Linked DNA regions of Zea mays: region 1 is linked to region 2. The links are chromatin contacts, called in public Hi-C maps. All regions are on one chromosome and are shown on one strand. Each heading gives the region's core, a stretch centred on a gene start, on an enhancer-like site or on the middle of the called end of the contact. The rest is flanking DNA. Distances are from core to core; before and after follow the strand shown. Region 1 holds the start of LOC100276768 (XS domain containing protein expressed). Region 2 holds the start of LOC103654523.

The links. A called contact is a pair of places that touch in the nucleus more often than the background predicts.
Region 1: a contact with region 2 is called in a Hi-C map of ear, with 2.6 times the contacts expected there. The contact joins the promoter of LOC100276768 here to the promoter of LOC103654523 in region 2. A contact is called at or near these places in 2 of 25 Hi-C or Micro-C datasets (ear and tassel).

Annotation. Positions count from the first base shown.
Region 1 is chr4:207,890,430-207,894,997 of Zm-B73-REFERENCE-NAM-5.0, forward strand. It overlaps LOC100276768 (XS domain containing protein expressed), which reads right to left and starts at 2,419. Exons shown (of 3, transcript NM_001150482.2): 1 at 1,381-2,419. The coding sequence starts at 2,267. LOC100273853 (putative H/ACA ribonucleoprotein complex subunit family protein) reads left to right here and starts at 2,625. Exons shown (of 4, transcript NM_001365801.1): 1 at 2,625-2,861; 2 at 2,976-3,124; 3 at 3,506-3,621; 4 at 4,400-4,568. The coding sequence starts at 2,705. The coding sequence ends at 4,568.
Region 2 is chr4:207,616,626-207,621,475 of Zm-B73-REFERENCE-NAM-5.0, forward strand. LOC103654523 reads right to left here and starts at 3,183. Exons shown (of 3, transcript XM_008681352.3): 1 at 2,946-3,183; 2 at 1,795-1,903.

The DNA.
Region 1 (4,568 bases), core at 1,169-3,668, 270 kb after region 2:
AGCAAAACAGGTAAAAGAAGGCCAGTTAACAAAACCATTCAGAGGGCAGATGCAGAAGGGTACTGCCATATTTCTCAAAAACTCAAAAAAAAAATCCTGGTATAAGCTTTAACTGTGTCAACAAAAAAAATCCTAGTATGAGCTTTAGCCTTGTCAAGAAGCATGGACTGCATAAACTATTTGGTGAAGGTTTCACCCTGTAGTAAACCTATCTATCACATCAAGTATAATACTGTAACAATTAGGAATCCTGCTACCAAAGGCTAGCCAAGATCTACTTATTTTAAATTCAATTTTAATTGACTTTTTACCCATGTTCCTTTCATCTATTGATTGGACACACCAATGTTTTCAAGTCGGACAACTTGCTGGTCGTTCTGGCTGACCGATTAGGGCGATTAATCACAATTAATCAGACGACTTGGGCGATTAATCGTGATTGATCCAAACCGACTTGGACGATTAACCACGACTAATCGCGATTAATCGGACGACTTGAAAACACACCTGTGCTGGCGACTCCCACATGAGTGGGGCCTAGGCAAGAAATAACCGAGGCAAGCATTACCCCTGCATTTTGCAGAGAGCTGCATTGATCCCAGGACCTTTGGCTCAGTGGGAAGGCTTCTCACCACTGCGCCAAGCCTGTCCTTCTTCCATCTATTGATTCCTTGTTTTCAATTCATTTTAAATTGACTCTCTACCTAAGTATCATTCATTTATTGTACAAATTGAACACGGAAAGCACCAACTGTAATTATTTCATTTATAGCAAACTTTACATGTACATGAGAAATGTTTAGATACAGTAGCAAACATAGGGGAATGATGATTCTGCACAAAATACCAAATGTAGCAGAAATAAAGAGAATCTGAGGACGTGTCATGACATGGTAAATCCAAAGGTAAAAAATGACGAGTCTTTTGAACTGTAAAGATCATCTAACACTAATTGGTAATACAATTTTTTTAAAATAAATAAGGTTTTACAACTAGGTGTTCCATAGCTAGTACTTCTGGACAAGGAATGGTCCATAGATTCCCTTCATAGTCACAGCCTCACAGGCCTACACAAGTACACACTATAGGATGTATAGACATGTCACATAATCTGAAAGGTTCTCTTTCAACTAAATAGCCTAAGAGCATTTTCCGGTGTGTGTGTGTGTGGGGGGGGGGGGGGGGGGGGGGCTATATGACCACAGCTAGGCACTGATGGCCAGGTATAATAAGATACTACCGACAAAGTTATGTTCATCAAACAGTGTTATATGTTGTATCACGCTAGGCATGAACATTTTAATTTTCTTGGTTGTAGACACTCAAATAAGCATCTTCGGACATAAGACAAGAACAGGGCTTTCAGATTTTTCAGCATACCTTTGACATACAGGGCACTTCAGCTGGGAAAGCTTCCCATTGGCCCAGTAATTCTTCTTATCCGCTTCATTCTCATTCATCAGTTTCACCATCTTAAGAAAGGCGCTCTTCAGCACCTTCGGGTCCACCCCCGTCTCCTCCACCTTCACCTGCTTCTCCACTTTCATCTGCTTCGCAGCATGCGCCTCAGACTTCTTCTGCAGCGTGCTTACGGAGGACTCCCAGGGCACAACACCATTGACCTGATCCTCCCACTTCCGTTTCGGAACAGGCAGCGGAAGCAGCCCGGCAGCGGGCAGGAGTGTAGGCATGGGTGGCGGAGGAGCCCACCGCTCGAGGGACGGGCGCGGCAGGGGCAGTGGGGGCGGTGGCGGCGCTAAGAGATGCGCGGGTATCGGCGGCGGCGGCTGGCGGAGCTGCGGCGGCGGCTCGCGCGGGAGAGCGAAGTAGGTGCGCACGGTGCCGTCAGAGAGCGCGACGGTGCGGCGGTCGAGGTCCTCCAGCCCGTACCGCGGTGGCGGCGGGATGGCTGCTATCACCGCCTCCACCGCGGCTACGGTGAGCAGCGGCCGCGACGGGGGCAGGGGCGGCAGAAGAGGCGACGCGCCGGGCGGAGGGTGGTGCTGCTCGTGAGGGTGAGGGAGCGGCGAGGGGACCAGAGGCGAGCGGCTGGCCTCCCCGTTGACGCTCGGGGTAGGCTCTGGGGGCGCGGAGGCGGCAGCGGCGTTGCCCGGGTTGGTCCGCTTGTTTGGGTTGGGGTCGGCGGCGGACGTCGAAGAGGACGACGCCTTGGAGGCAGCGACCTGCGGGTTCTGCGACGCCGCGGTGGGCGCCGCGGGCGGAGGCAGCGGCGTGGACTTGACCTGCGGATTGGCGGCGGACATCATGCCGGAGGATTTCTAGGGTTTCGTCGGGATTGGAAGTCGATTTTGGGGAAAAAGGGCTGGACTTGGTGGCTACATGGAGTACATGCGATGTGAGATAGATCGACTTTGACGAGTAGGACCAGATGTCATAGACACGTGAAGAGAACAGCCTCACTTGCTTCGGTCGATTACGCGATCTTTGAGGACACACATCAACGGCAAGGACTCTGGGCGTCCACATCACCGTCCACTGATCCTCTACCCGGCAGAACCACCGATCCAACGGCCACCATCCTGGGCCCACCTGTCAGCCTCCTAATGCACCACACCAAAACCCCGCGCCCGCCATGCTAAAACCCTAATAAACCCTGCACCTCCATCGCACCCTCTCCGCCGCCAAGACCATCCTCGCATCCGGGTTGCCAGCTCTCCTTGAGCCCAGAAGCACACCGCGCGCCATGCGACCACCGAGAGGGCGAGGCGGTGGTGGCCGGTTCGGCGGAGGAGGAGGCCGGGGCCGCGGCGGGGGCCGATTCAGCGGTGGTGGCCGAGGTGGCGGCGGGGGCCGCTTCGGCGGCGGGTTCCGCGACGAGGGCCCGCCCGCGGAGGTCGTCGGTCGGTGCCACCCATACTCCTACCCACTCCCCGTCAGGGTATTGGCTCCTTTTCTGGTATTCTCGTTTTTTTCTGACCTTCTGGTGGGGTTTCTGTCTGTCTTGGCGTGCGCAGAGGTTTCGACGTTCCTGCACGCGTGCGAGGGGGAGGCGGTGACGAAGCTCACCAACGAGAAGGTGCCCTACTTCAACGCGCCCATCTATCTGCAGAACAAGACCCAGATCGGCAAGGTTGAAGAGATCTTCGGCCCCATCAACGAATCCGTGAGCACCTCCTCGCCTCCCTAATCTAAAAAAAACTACTCTTTTTTACGTCCTCGTGGGTACTCGAGGTTGTGGTGCATTTCTAATGTGGTAAGAGCAATAATATTGGCGTAGCTTGTTGAAGGTGTTTTGCTTAGAGACGGTGAGGATTTGGTGCGCGATTTTGCATATTTGTAGTCTTGTAGTGAGGTCCTTGTTGTAATAGCAGTGCACCAAGATTTTGGGATATGTTGCCACATTTGTACTGTAAAACGACGACACGGAGCATGATATTCTGATGTGTCATTTAGTAAGGCAACTCTTGTTGAGGGAACTTTGGAATTTCTGCTTTAGCTATGCTACTAATGTTATCGTGAATATGATCTTTTTTTGTATGTGTAGTATTTCTCTGTGAAGATGATGGAGGGGATCATTGCAACATCGTACAATGAAGGCGACAAGTTCTATATCGACCCAATGAAATTGCTGCCGCTCTCACGCTTCCTGCCACAACCAAAGTATGAGCTCGTTGTTGTTTATGCTGCATTGTTTGCTTGCCATTTTGTGAAAATGGACCCAAGATGCCTCATTCATTTGTTTTTTTTTTTTTGCACTTGATAAGTTCACACCTACTAATTTAAACAATTTGTGTTTTAACTTATTTAAATTGTGTGAAATCGTGAAAAAATGTCAAACCTCTCTGTTAAGATACTAATTGTTGTCTTCTTACCTTGTGGTTAAATAATCATTAAAATTTATGACATCATGATTAAGTCAATAACGACACTATTTTAATATGCATGTCTAGCTTGCGTTGAAATGTTGCTTCTAACTTCTAAGTCACCAACTGGTGTTAGGGTCGTGATTATCCTCTCCCTTTGTGTTATGGATCATAAATTTGGGGGAAGTTCTAAAGAAATAGGTAGCGGACCTAGCCAGGACTTTTTGCAATTTAGTCATTCTTGTCAACGATCGGTTGTGGTGACAGGACACGTGGCGCTGAGCTAGCCGCCATGTAGGCTCAAGTGCAGCAACCCGTGCCATAAATCACGGAGCCAAGAAAAGGGTCTAAAACGGCATTAAGTCGTCTATGGGGCTAAACATGCTTTTTTTGGCGGACCTAGCATAGAGGGGTGGGCACAATGATTAATGAAATGCAGTACAGCTCTTCTGCATCATTTGAGAAAAAATATATACAAGTAAACAAGGTGCTCATAGGTTTCTAATGCCTCACAGTATAATTATATTATATCTCGTGTGGAGTTATTTACTAATTTATTTGTTTGCTTTAAACAGGGGACAATCTCAAGGAGCACCTAGAGGTGGTGGGCGTGGTGGAGGAAGGGGTTTTGGGCGAGGCCGTGGTGGTGGTTCTTTCCGCGGTGGAAGAGGACCACCAAGGGGGGGTGGTCGAGGTCCAAGGGGTGGAGGCCGTGGCGGTTTTAGAGGGCGAGGAAGGTTCTAG
Region 2 (4,850 bases), core at 1,933-4,432:
GCTAATTCTGTTATGTTAATAGTTGAGTTGGAAAGGAATGAAAGTAAAATGAAATCAACCGTGAAAAATTAGTACAATACTCAGTGATTCTATCTATAGTGCATCATGATTCAAACAGTGTTTTTCTTACATATGCAAAGGAAATTCATATATTGAACTTATATGATCTTGCACATAAATACATAATCGTGATTGAACATTTGAGTAGTACTTCAATCTAGCCCTTCTTCAAGTATAAGCTATTTAGCTGCACAATCATCAGATGAGTAAAGGATGACGAATGACCCTAACATCATTCTAAATGGGGAAAATGAAAAGTCTCCTTTCCAGCTAAAAGCAAATCCACGAGTATGTATGTGATTTAGTGCAGCATCTTATGTAGCACTGAGTGAACAAACAGAAGTGAACATATAAACCTATTGAGATGATATGCACCATATTATTGTCAATAACATGACTTTCAACACATCCAATGGCACTTTGTTACAGAGGAGGTAAAATAGAATTACAAGGAACAAATGAATAAAGACACATATATAAAGCAAGCACAAGATCAAAATCAACATAAAAAGAAATTTCATATTAGTATGGCATCACATAGAGATATGTTTGAGTGGAGCAGTATTATTTATCCTCTGCAGGTATCAACTTTTGCAGTGTAGTATATGTTGCTTTAGCAGTTGGCTGTCATCAAAGCAAGGTGGCACGTGTCAATGGGTAAGACCTCTTAACACCGTTCGCATCATGCATGATTTATTGACCAAAAGAAGACTTGCAGCAGATGATTCAAGGCACTCAAAGTCAAAGTAGAAGCAAAGTGTCAACAAGAATAGAATGTTAAGAGTTGTGCAAGGTAGCAGGTGTCAATGGGTCAGACTTGTTAACATCGTTTGCATTATGCATGATTTAGTGAGCAAAAGACTTGCAGCAAATAATTGAAGGAGCTCAAATAGAAGCAAAGTGACAATAAATACTTGAGTATCACTTCTTATCCAGATTTAGTTGTCAAATTTTAAAAAAACAGTGAGGTGAAATAGAGTTAAGAAAGAGGCATTCCTGCCAATTTTAGAGAGCACACACAATGAAGAAGTCACCACAGAAAGGTTAGCACCACCTACCAATTGCAGTTGTAGTGTGTTCAAAGGGTCAGAACTCAGAAGGGAGATTGATGGGGCCCAAGTAAGAGAAGTAAACAGGAGGTTGAGGAAAGTATCTAATTGACATGAATGATCACGATACACTCACTTTGAAGAGGTGTCTCTTAACTGATATATGATATAAAGACTAACTGTACAGGATTATAAAAGGTCTGAAAAATAACATGGATTCACAATAGTTGGAAGCAAAGTAACAGAATGAGGTGCCTAATCAATTTAACTAGTCCTCCCAATATTTTATGTATATTCCCCCTCCTCCAAACAGTTAGGGCTTGTTTGGAATGGAAGGGATTACGGGGAAAATTAGTTCATTTCCCACTTAATCCACTCCAATCCCCTTACCAAACAAGCCCTTACAGTGTCTGTGTGGGAACCATATTATAAAAATATTTTTGATTTACAGATCTCTGCAACCCCTTTTATTGGATAGAATCACCTCTTCATCTTCCCAATGAAGTAAACTTAGCACTTCCATTAAAAGCTAGCTTAGGTGAGAAGTAGGAAATAACTGTAAGTCCAGATAAAATGGCCCAACTACAAACAGATAATTAAACGGATCAAGACTAATAATTATGTATAATAGATCTTTTTTTCTTCAGTGAGCACGTCAAGAGGAAAGAAATCAATTTAGACTTACCGGGTGTACCTATGAACACACATAGCAACAGCGGATCATCCCTGTGAACCATTTATGATTCATCACTGCAACTTTTTTCCCAAAATAAATTGATGTTATGCGGTGTCACCTGCACAATTGCACATGAAAGATTGCATGATTATACCCATCCATGTGCATGCATCAAGAAACAGGCAAGTATTGAATCATGCAATAATCATGTGTGCTTCTTTTTGTGCCCACTGGCCACTACCGACTTTGACAAATTGAACCGTAAATTATGCATCCACCCGTTCCACCGTAAGGCTATAGATATTACAGCTATACAATTTTCATAGCAGTGTATCATGTTATTGCTGTTGTTGTTTCAGTAAGAAAATGTGAGATTCATAGAGAGTATGACAGGTATGACCAGAGAAAGTAAAATTCATAATGATCATAAATTTATTGTCCAGCCAATGCACCGTCGGAAGTGTACATAATGGTACTTATGTTGGAAAAACATTTCTACAAGTCATAATGGCTGGATAAGGATGGTACTCATGTTGCAAACAAGGGCAGAGCCACAGTTCAAACAATGTTCTGAGTTTGGGCAAATTACTTCGTAAAACAATGCCTGTGGAAGCGATGATCCTATGATTTCAGCAAGATTATTATACTATGACATCAATGCCAGATTTTCAGGATCCATTGCAGCTAAACAAAAACTATGCAAGGCATAAAGTCTGAATAAGAATACTCATTGTTACTTCCAAGCTTCTAAAAGCACACAGCAAGATCCACTCGGTCACGCAACTCAGTGATTGTAAAGCTTGATCAGCCTGACTATGGAGTTATAGATAAGCTAGAAATAGATAGCAAACTCGTTTATGTGACCAAAATACAGGATTATCATGCAACGAGCAGATGACCCTAGAAACCAAATCAGAACATGTTCAGGCAAGCAAAACATCACACACTTACACTTACAGCCAGAGGCGGACCTGGTAAAGGGCATGGGTGTACACATATACATTCAATAATGTTTGCAAGAGAGACTGTAGGTTAGTAGGAATAATACATGTATACACTTGTAATTATAAATCAGATACGAATACAGCCAAATAGTGTAGGTTAGGGTTAGCGAACTCAATTCCGCGCAGCAGGAATGGGAGAGCATGTGGTGTGCATGCCTGGCGGTGCTCGTCGCCGGCGAAGGGCCCGACTAAGGCCTGGAGGCGAAGACCTGGCGAAGAGACCGATCAAGACCAGGGCACTTGGCAATTGGCATCGGCGTCGGTCGCCCAGTTGTCGCCACGAGCCCACGAGTGAGCGAGATCACGCCGAGAGGACAGGTGTCGAGAGATTTGAGTGGGGCGGTACTGCGGAAGCTTCCAGTCCCAGAGTTCCAGTGCAGGCACCACCGCACCAGGCAGTGATGTGGTTGGGCTGTTTTGATCTCCAATTGCCCAGAATACTCTACTGGGCCTACCTCCGCCTGGGCTCTGTAGAAACTCGGGCCGAAGTTCACGTGAGCCCAATTACCCAAAGCAACCAGCACCGGATCCATGAGTGAAACATGAAAAGGGTCCATTCACTATTCCGCGTCTATTGTATTTCATCACAATACCAAAGCTATCATATCATATAAGAGCATCTCCAACCATAAGTCTAAACAAGAGCCCTAAAACTTAAAATAGGACCTTGTTTAAAATGTTTAGGGCTCAAATAATTTTTTAACTCTAACAATGTATAAATTGTTTTCTGGTTTTTATCCTTGTCGTCAAAATCTTGGCGTCTTTTTTTTTTACTTCAACAACAGTTTCCATCGGTTGGTTTAGAGGAAAATGGAAAGATAGGACCCAGGTCGATGAGTACTATATTTAAGACCCCAACCACCTAGTTCTTAATCTATTTGACAAAAAATAGCAAATTAGGACTCTTGTTGGAGACAATTTTTATGACTTGAGTTCTATATTTAAAAATTTAGGACTTCATTTGTGCTCTAATGCCACCATCACAAAATATATCTAAATGTCATTCGTCGGCGCTGACACTCTGTACCCGCCCCACGCGCCTCGCCTTGGGGTCGTGTCCTGTGGGCCCCACACAACGCTCTCTCATTTACTACCCTATGGACCACATGTCCAGCACTCCAGACCACACATACCTTAATGTTTATAAATAAAGAATAATTATATCAAAAAATAGTGCAGACCGAGCACTCGAACCCACGCCCACTGCTCCAGAAATCTGGAGCTAACCACTATACCACACATACCTTTGTATTTAGAAATGAACAATAATTATATTTAAATAAATATCTTAATATCTATTTATATGATTTATAAAACTCGTAGCAAAGTACGGATCCGTAGCAAAGTATGGACAACAGGCTAGTTTAGGTGATGAATAGGGATAGAGATGGGTCACTGTCCAATAGAATCTATAGTTTTGCAGATGGCCCATAAAAATAATTTAGGAGATATGAAGTATTGAGCCCACGCAAGCCAAAAAAAACAAGTCTATTAGACCAATCCACCCAACGAAACAACAGTCAAAACAGAAGAGAAGAGCAGACTAGCTTTGAAGTCAGTTTGACAAGTCATCGACTCCTGAATGTCTCCTCTTCTAGAGCATCTCAGCCCTTTTAAAACAAGTTTAACAAAAACAATTCCAGTTACAATTTAAGTTTTAGACCGTGTTTGGTTCCATTGGTTTTAGAACTAAAGTTTAGTTCATGGACTAACGTTTAGGTCATGTTTGGTTCCATTAATTCTAGGATTAAAGTTTAGTGCCTGTTTGGGAGTGCTTCTAGTCAGCTCTAGCTCTGGCTCCTTGCCGGATCCCTCCCAAACGACGTCTTAAAAACGGCTCCATATACAGAGCGGGAGCATGTTTTCACGTTGGGAGCCGGAGCCCTGAAATCTGGCTCCGCACGGCTCCACGTCTTCTCTCCCACGTGTGGATTGGTACTGGTAGCTGTCGAAGACGTGCTGCTAGATGGAGAAGCCATACTCCTCCCTTGGTGCTGCTAGACAAAGAAGATGTCCTGCAGCATCCGTTGGTGGTCTCGAAGAAGCCGTACTTCTCCCTGT